Regions from separate parts of the Pan troglodytes genome. Here region 1 is linked to region 2. Evidence: chromatin contacts called from public Hi-C data. All regions are on one chromosome and are shown on one strand. The core of a region is the stretch at or near the end of the contact, and the rest is flanking DNA. Distances in the headings are between cores, read along the strand shown. Region 1 overlaps LOC107974888 (a long non-coding RNA gene). Region 2 holds the start of SPRY4 (sprouty RTK signaling antagonist 4).

Region 1 (4,393 bases), core at 1,052-3,551, 100 kb before region 2:
GATATCAAAGGCTTGACCAGGGAGTTCCTGAGAGAAGATCAGGGGGCTTGGGTTCAGTTACCCACCACCTGCTAGAACAGCGACTTGGCCCCACTGCCAAGTAGGGAACAACACACCCTTTATTAAATAACAACATAATACATAATGCTCACTCCATCCGGTCATTTCAGCTCAGGGATCAGCTTTAAAGTCTCACCAGGGTGGGACAAGCAGAATGGGCTTCATGAGAGGCAGGAGATTTGTGGATGCAAATTCTTTGGATTCTGTGGGTTTGATAGTGGGGCAGTTTCTTGACTGTTCTATCCCTTCCCAAGAAGACTCCAAACAGAAACTGTACCCAACTGGTATCCATGACAGTAATTGCAACTCAAATTGGTGAGAAAGTCACTTAACAGCCAGAAAAGGCAGGAGTGATTCCCAGCTCCTCTCCTTCACCAGCCTGGAGCTCCGTAGGTTATTTATCCTCTTGGAGCCATAGTTCCATTTGCTATGAATGGTGGTTAATACCTTTTAATATAAATAAGTGAACATATTGTAAGGAACATATTATATATCATGCAAACATTTGTTATAACTTTGGGCTCCAAGTACTATAAAACTGTGATAGGATTCAGGAAACCACTCCCTTGAATGGATCAACAGCAGGAACTGGGAGAGTGACAGAATGGGCTTGCCAAGAGATTACAGACCTGACTGAAGAGACAGCACATAAACATCTGCCGACAGTTCATCACAGACTCAGTCAAGGATATAAAACTTGGTGGGGCCAGGTGGGTACGCAGAATAGGGGCAGATGCTGTGGATCTTTTTCTTGTCTGCCATGGGTGGGCCCTGGCATTCAAAAGTTGAGTAGTTGATATGGTGGCATTCTTCCCCCAAGGGTCCTATTGGATTAAGACTGCTAAAGTTTTGTACCTAACAGCCTGCCCCCCCCTCCATATATGTGCATACCTGCTGACCGTCTGCAGGGAATGTTCAGTAGACCTACCAGCTCCCCACCTGTCAGCTCCTTCACATCCTTTGCGTCTGAGTTCAGATGGGCCTCCCCATTCTGCTTCTCTACTACAGCATCCTCGCCATTCCCTCCACAGCGGGTTCCCAGTGGATGGCCACATGTTCCTGTTTTACATCTTGGCGGTCTCTTCCCATGGACCATAAACCACAAAAGGGCAGGGCCTTGTTTGTTGTGTTTACCCAGTGCGTGGCCATGAACTGCTCAACAAATGTTTATCGATTGAACATACAGATGGATGGATGAATGAATGAACAAATGAACTGATCAAAGGAAGGACTAAAGAGAGGGAAGAATTGCTTCTCAACACTGGGAGATATACATTCAGTAAAAGTAGCAGTATTCTGGTGGAAAAATTTGAGGCTAAACTTCAGGATTATGAATCCATGGTTTTATTAATACCTGTTTGGAGAAAATGACAGAGAACTCTTAACCAATTCATCTGTTCTGGTGGTTTGTGCAACTTAAACATTGCCTTCTTAAGTCTTTGGAGGGGACCATGGAGCTGACCAGTCTCCCAGGATGACCTTGTGGGGCCCCAGGCAAGGCTGGACAGGCAAGCGTCTCTACCGCCACTTGAAACCTTTAACCCAACTCCAACGGGGCTGGAAGGGCCTAGAATCTTGAGAGTAGCTCCCCTGGGAATGAGCTCACAGAATTACTATTCCCCTCAAATGCAAAGAGCCAAACCGCTGAGTATGCACCATCCAAACTCAAGGCTGTAGCTCACTGGGCAAAAGGGAGGTCATGGTGCAGAATGCTGGATGCTGCAGCCCCTGGAGAGGGGATAAAAAAAATCAACCCCAGACACAGCTAAGCTTTGAGGGACATGATGGGTACACCTGAGGCTTTGCTGCCCAGCCTTAAGAAAATGTTTATGAAGAAAACCAGAGGGGAAAGAAAGAGGGGGGAGGTCGATGATTAAAAATACAACTAGAGCCACAGGAGAGGAAATGTCTCCGCTATGACTCCCAGCAGGTCACTATTGTGGATGAGAAGTAATACCACTTGAAAAGCGCCAAACAGGAAGGAATGGCATGAGGGGGGAAATGAGAGATCGGACTAGGCCAAAAAAAAATTTTTTTTGTTTAAAAACAAATGTCCTTTAGAGCAAAACTGTTCTATAGGGAGATACCTCATCACAAGTTTCTCTCTCTGTTTTAGAGCATTTTCTTCCCTGGTGTGCATTCTTTTTGACTTTGGCAGGGAGGAGCAGGCCCTCTCTGCTTCTCTCCCCCTTTCTTTTTCCTGTTTTCTCTTTGGCCACCTCACAGGCTTCCTACACCTTCTGGATTCCAAGAGCATCCTGAGGATATTTACTCGCAGGAAGCCAGGCAAGGAGGGAATTGACACAGTCATTAGGTGACATAAGCCTGCTGACAAGCTGCCAGCTCAGCCTACTGGATATATAACTGAAAAGCCAGCGTTTCACTCAAACTAGGTCACCTCCAAGCGCTGTGGATGTCAGCGGGGAGTTCACCACAGACCGAGAACTGAGGAGCCAAGAGGTTAGTGGTTTCCCCTGGGGACAAGCGGAGGTCACACAAGGGGAAGACAAAGACAAACAGGGGAATTTGTGAGAATGGACAAAGCGGAAGACTGGGAGTGAGGCATCCATAGGCAAGTGGATTTCTAAAAGCAAGCTGTAGAGATCTGGCCGTTGAGGTCTGAGCAGGCCACGGAAGCATATCCTGTGCCACTTATGTGGCATTTGGCACTCTGTTTTCATGCACTCACTTCTATTTGCTTGCTAAGTATTCTCTCCGTTGAACTACAAAAGTTCCTCCAAATAAAGTGTCAATTCCTTGTGTCTATTAATATTTTGTCGTGTCTTCAATTTCACCAAATACTGAGCCAGACCCAAAGCTGACATTTAATAAATGCCTGATGATTGTGCGATTGTGGAAAAAAAAAAAAAAAAAAACAAAACAGAGTGAATCTGATGAACACATGGACTACAGAGTGAGTCAAACTTGAGTTTGACAGTTGGCTCCATTTGTTGTTAGCTGTATCCCTTTGAGTAACTTCTCTAAGCTCTGCATGCGTCAGGCTCCTCATTTACAAAGTAAGGATGTCGTATTGCCCATCTCATCTGGTTCTTGTGAGGATTTGGAGAGGAAGTATGTATTATGGGCCTGGCACAAAGTAAAAATTCAATAACTGTGGACTATTATTAAATTTCAGTTACTATGACCACTGTGGTTGATGATAGGCTACTCCCTGGCTTTGGGTTTTCCTGAGAGCCTCCAGGCCTGTCTGGGTTTTGCTCTTAACAGAACACCTGAAAAGTACCCAGCCAGGGTGCCTAAATCTGCCAACCTGGCAGACTTAGGATGAGAGCAGCAATAGGTGAATCGTGTCCAACTGAAGACAGACTCCCTTCTGAATCGGTGATAGGCTGGCAAGATACACCAGTTTTCAGCAAGGCATTTTATGTCATCTGTCATTTCACCCTTGTGGTTAATGACAGAGGAAATCAGATGATAACACAACGAAATGGAATGTTAACGGGTGGAATATCCACATGAGCACTGCTCAGACTGTGCTCTCTACAACATTTATATACAGGTTATCATGGCAGGGAAGGGGAGAGCCTCATGGTCAGTTATGTTTGGAAAATTACATCTAACAACTTCTTCTCAGAGTTTGTGATATGCTCATAAGCATCATGAGCCTTCCAGAAGGGATTACGGTAGACAGCACTATCTAAACATATTTGATTACAGGGCTCTGGTTGGTTTGGGGTTGTTTTGTATAAATTTAAGAGGTACAAGTGCAATGTTGTTACATGGATATATTGTGTAGTGGTTAAGTCTGAGCTTTAGTGTATCCATCACCCAAATAATGGATGTCGTACCCATTAAGTAATTTCTCATTATCCACCCTTTTCTCCTTCCCCACCCTTCTGAGTCTCCAGTGTTGCTCACAGGGCTCTGTTATTGAGTATCCTTCAGGCTGGTATTCTTCAGAATATGCTTTGAACCAGGTGTGGTGGCCAGTGCCTGTAGTCCCAGTTACTCAGGCTGAAGCAGGAGGATCAAGGCCAGCCTGGTCAATATAGCAAGACCATGTCTCAATCAATCAATCAATAGCCTGCCAAAGGTGACCTCAAGAGAGGATATTGGAAAAAAAAAAAAAAAGGAATATGCTTTGAGAAATGCTCATCCATGTTCAAAGGAGATGTGACACCAACCCTGGCAGGAGTAACTGAGGGGCATGTCGTTGGCTCTGTCTTTGACCCTGTCTGGTTCAACATCATTAATTTGCTGGCATGCTGATCAGATTTGAAGATGACCCTAAACTAGGCAGGGAGTCTGAGAGGGGAGATGGTATAATCAGGACGATGGACTAACAAGATACTTTATAGAAATAAATAACAGG
Region 2 (4,215 bases), core at 870-3,369:
TAACAGCTGGCACTATGCCTGAAACATAAGAAGTGTGTCACAAAAATAACACCAAAAAAACAATTTTTTGTGGAATAAATAAAATTTTTAAATGGAGCCTTGCACTTCTGGTCTGCAAAAGAGGGGTGACACAATCAAGACCCATTTTTTTTTTTTTTTATTTTAGACGGAGTCTCGCTCTGTCACCCAGGCTGGAGTGCAGTGGCGCGATCCCGGCTCACTGCAAGCTCCGCCCCTCCAGGTTTAAGCAATTCTCCGTCTCAGCCTCTGGAGTAGCTGGGATTACAGGCGCATGCCGCCATGCCCGGCTAATTTTTTTGTATTTTTAGTACAGACGGGGTTTCACCATCTTGGCCAGGCTGGTCTTGAACTCCTGACCTTGTGATCCACCCGCCTCAGCCTCCCAAAGTGCTGGGATTACAGGCATGAGCCACCGCACCCAGCCAAAGACCCAGCTTTTTGAAACAATTTTACATATGAAAACATGCTGCACATACAACTGGCATACAGTAAGTGCTCCAGAAGTGACTGTCATTGAATTGGAATTCCTGCCTCTCCTCAATCCCACTAACTCCAGGTCCTAGCAAGCCTAGGAGATTAATAAAAGAACAAAGCTCAAAACTGAACCTACTCTACTCCCCTGGCCACAATCTGGTGGGAGTGAGGCTGTTTTTATTGGAATCAGGGTAAAAGATTGTCATTAGCCCTGGCAGGAATGCAAGGTTGTTAGGATGTGCCTCTAGCAGGAAAGTTATACCTGGGGAAGACATCGAGTAGCTTTGGAATGAACAGAGTCAGATGAAGCAGAAAAACAAATCCAGCACAGGCCTACCGGCCACCCAATCCTAAAGAAGGAACATGATGTCTTCACCCTGCAATGGAGCAAATGCTCTGCATTCCCCAACCACCTTTCGTTCTGTCCCCTCACCCCCTAAACTGTGGCCCCAGGGCTGCTGGAGAGGTTTAAAACACAAATCAGAATGTGTCAGACCTTGCTTAAAATCCTTAATAGGATGACATCTGAATTCCTCACCAGGCTCACTTCAAACTTGCTCATAAAGCTGTGGCCACAGAGGCCTTCTGTCAGTACCTCTAATATGCCAGGCTTTTCCCACACACGGCCTCCACCCATGCTCCCTCTGCCTGAGATGTTTCTCCAGTCCTCCCTCAGATTCACTTCTCAGTCTTTGGGTCTCAACTCACAACTAGAAGCCGCCCTCTCAGAGACATTCCCTGATGACCAAATCAGAATCAGCTCCTTCCACCATCCCCCACCTCCCCGGCAAGCAACATACCCCAGAGAAAGCTCATTTCCCTCCTAGCACTTAGAACCTCATGTTGCAGTCTGTCTGTCTGTCTGTCTTTTCAAAAGACTGTGAGCTTCACAAGGGCAGGGAGGGCTGTCTGTCCCTCACCACTGAGTCTCCAGAGTCAGGGCAGGCCCCACTACAGAATCGATCAATGAATGAGTGAATGAATGAATGAATGAATGAAATTTTCATAACTGCTGCTCCAAACCATTCCTCAGCTTAGGTTCCAAGCACAACCAGAATATGACCTCCAGAGCCCTTCTAGACGCTCTGAATCTCGCTGTACTTAAGCATCAGAGGCCCCTCCCAGCTCAAGATTGGGAGCTCCTCCTTCTCCCCACCACAGGCTGGGGTCTCCTCGCATTCTCTTTCAGGGAAGCTGAGAAAGACTATGAAATGTAATCCTGTCTGTCTCCTGAGTTTCTCTAATAAAGAAAACAGGATAGCAACCCCCCTCCCCGCGGCTCCTCCAATCCTCCTTTTCTGCCATAGATTTAAGATTTATTTATTCCCATCCTTCTAATTGTTTCAGCAAGGGCCATGGGTGAGCACCAGCTGGAAAATTACTGCTTCAGCTTTCATTGTTTAAAATGCTTAAATGACATGCGAGAAACAGGTTTTTAGGTCTGTGATGCTGAGAAGGGTTGGTAGCAAAGCCAGGTTGCAAAGACCTAGAAAATCAGTGCTACAATTTACCAGCTCTTCCATATACCCGGTGCAGGACCCTTGGCCTCAGTTCCTACAGCTGACAGAGAGGGCGATACTTAACTTCAACACCCTTAAAAGGAAGTCCTGCACAGCTGTACCCATTTTTCTGGCGAAGAGTTCTCTTGGTCTTAGAGAAAGGTCTCGCCCCTGAAAGGAAGGCTGAGGTTCCCTAGGGGAGAGTCTGCTCTGCCCTCAGGAGCTGGGTAAGTACACGGAGAGGTGAGCCGAATGGTGAGAAGGCATTTTAGGCTAGGACTCGGTGACCTTGGGCTGCCTGTCTCTAGAGTCCCAGCCCCAGCCCTAGGCCAGACCTCAGCCCTGGGCTGGGAGCCTTTCATTGGTTCCTCTGACAACAGCCAAGCACAATCCTATAGTGGCGTAGGAAGAAAAAGACTGCCACACAATCTCCCCGTGAGGCCAGAACAGCGGCAAGACAGATCTTACAAGGGACTCAGGGCCAAGCCCTGGCCCAGACTCTGCTCTTATCCACGCCTCAAAGCCACCCCCCGCCCCGGACTTCCCGGAGGCTACAGGCTCCTCCGTTCCAGGGAGGAGCAGGGCCTGCTGCGAGGGCTCCCCGCCTTCCTGGAGTCAGGCCTAATGGCGGGGGCTTTTCTTTCACCGGCTTGAGCTGATCCTCACCCCCGCCCCCCAACGCCACCATCATTAACAGCAAAGAAAGGATCCCCAGCCATTTCCATTTCCTCTGCGGCTCAAGAGCCCCGTTGTTATTTAATCCTGAGGCCACCCCGGCAGCATCCTCGGCGCAGCCGGCTCCACCCATCCACCTGGCCAGTTCTCGGCCGCTCCCACTTCCCCGGAGGGGAGGCTGGTGAGAGGTGGGGGATATTGGGGAAAGGCGCCTACAACAGCGAAGGGCCGTGGGCCTTCGGTGGACCGAGGCTCCTCAGGCCAGCGTCCTGTGAGGGCTGGGAAACCGACTGGGACAGAGAGAGGACACCTAGCTAGGGCGACAGAGAGCGGGCAGACGCCCGGGCACTGCGGACATTGCACTGGGGCGGGGGGCTGGGGGAACGCTGGGAGGCGAGGGCCAGGCTTCCTCTGGCTGAGTTGCCAGAATCGCCCCGGGGGGTACTGGAGCCGGAAGAGGCCTGGGCCCAGTCACTGTCTACACCCAAGAAATGGGGGGAGGGGCGGCCAGCACTCACGAGAGATTCAGCCTCAGGAAAAAGAACCAGATTCACTCACCAATCCTCACCCCACCCTTTGATATGAATGATGGACATTTTCCTAATTTTTGGTAAACGCAGCTTCAAGACCCCTCCCGCCTGGCGTCTCTGGCCTAGAGCAAGAGAAGGCCCCCAGTAGGGGTCCTCCCGCCCCCCCCTTTTGACTGCCTGCGGGGGGCAGAGATCCCCAGATCTAGGTGTGTCCTCCCCCACCCTGCTCTCAACCCGGGATCCGGAGGCCGCAGCGCCCCCCACCCCCCAGCGACACTGACGGTTCCTGCCCAGGCCCGCAGTGGCGTGAAGGTGGCCTTTACCTCCTCTCGCAGGCTGGGAGGGGGTGCAGCCCGCGCAGCTGGCCCAGCTGCAGCAGTCGCCGCCGCCCTCCATTCATTTAAAAAAAAAAAAAAAGGCAACAACAACCTCCACTGGAACCTCCACCCCTCTTTGTAAAAGAACGACGGCTCCTGGTGGAGCTTGAGCCAGTCCCAGCAATCACGGGTTAAGATCTTTTCCCGCCCCCCATTCATAAAAAAAGGAGCGGAGCGCATGCGCGCTCAGGGTCTGTTGTGCCCACCCATTCATAGAATCGCGAACGGCACGCGTGCGCACTGGCGCTCCCTTCCCTCCCATTCATAAAAAAGCCATTTTCCCAGGCAGTGGTTGCAACATCGCCGCGGAGGTACCGAGCTGAGCTGACAGCGCGGAGCTGGCGCTGTGGAGCGCAGGGAGCCTTGCCGGTTCCTCCGACCGGCGTCTGCGAGTACAGCGGCGGCTAACCTGCTCCGGCTCCAGGATTTACACAGACGTGGGGCGATGCTTGTGACCCTGCAGCTCCTCAAAGTAAGTCCATGGCCGGTTTGGAGATCTGAAACTGCCCCGCTCTGAGCCGCGACGCGACTCCCCTCTTGGGCTGGGGCAAATGGTGCGCTATTTCTAGGCGCGCCTCAGTGTTCCTTCCCTCAGCCTGCGCCTCCTTGAGTCGCTGCGGTGCGCCGCAGCTCCCTGAC

What was found. Hi-C and Micro-C count contacts between places; a contact is called where the count stands out from the background.
Region 1: a contact with region 2 is called in a Hi-C map of stem cell-derived neural progenitor cells, with 2.2 times the contacts expected there. The contact joins the enhancer-like site here to the promoter of SPRY4 in region 2. A contact is called at or near these places in 2 of 7 Hi-C or Micro-C datasets (induced pluripotent stem cells and stem cell-derived neural progenitor cells).

The regions. Positions count from the first base shown.
Region 1 is chr4:140,141,334-140,145,726 of NHGRI_mPanTro3-v2.0_pri, reverse strand. All of the region lies in intron 1 of LOC107974888 (a long non-coding RNA gene), which reads right to left. Among named protein-coding and RNA genes, the nearest start is that of SPRY4, 100 kb to the right of the region's middle. Within about 2 kb of position 2,301, at least 6 of the 24 cell types and tissues checked have an H3K27ac peak or open chromatin away from gene starts, as enhancers often do. A contact at or near this core is called in induced pluripotent stem cells and stem cell-derived neural progenitor cells, where this site is marked.
Region 2 is chr4:140,041,441-140,045,655 of NHGRI_mPanTro3-v2.0_pri, reverse strand. It overlaps SPRY4 (sprouty RTK signaling antagonist 4), which reads left to right and starts at 2,119. Exons shown (of 4, transcript XM_527058.8): 1 at 2,119-2,221; 2 at 3,862-4,048. LOC104006586 (a long non-coding RNA gene) reads right to left here and starts at 3,709. Exons shown (of 4, transcript XR_010157338.1): 1 at 3,523-3,709.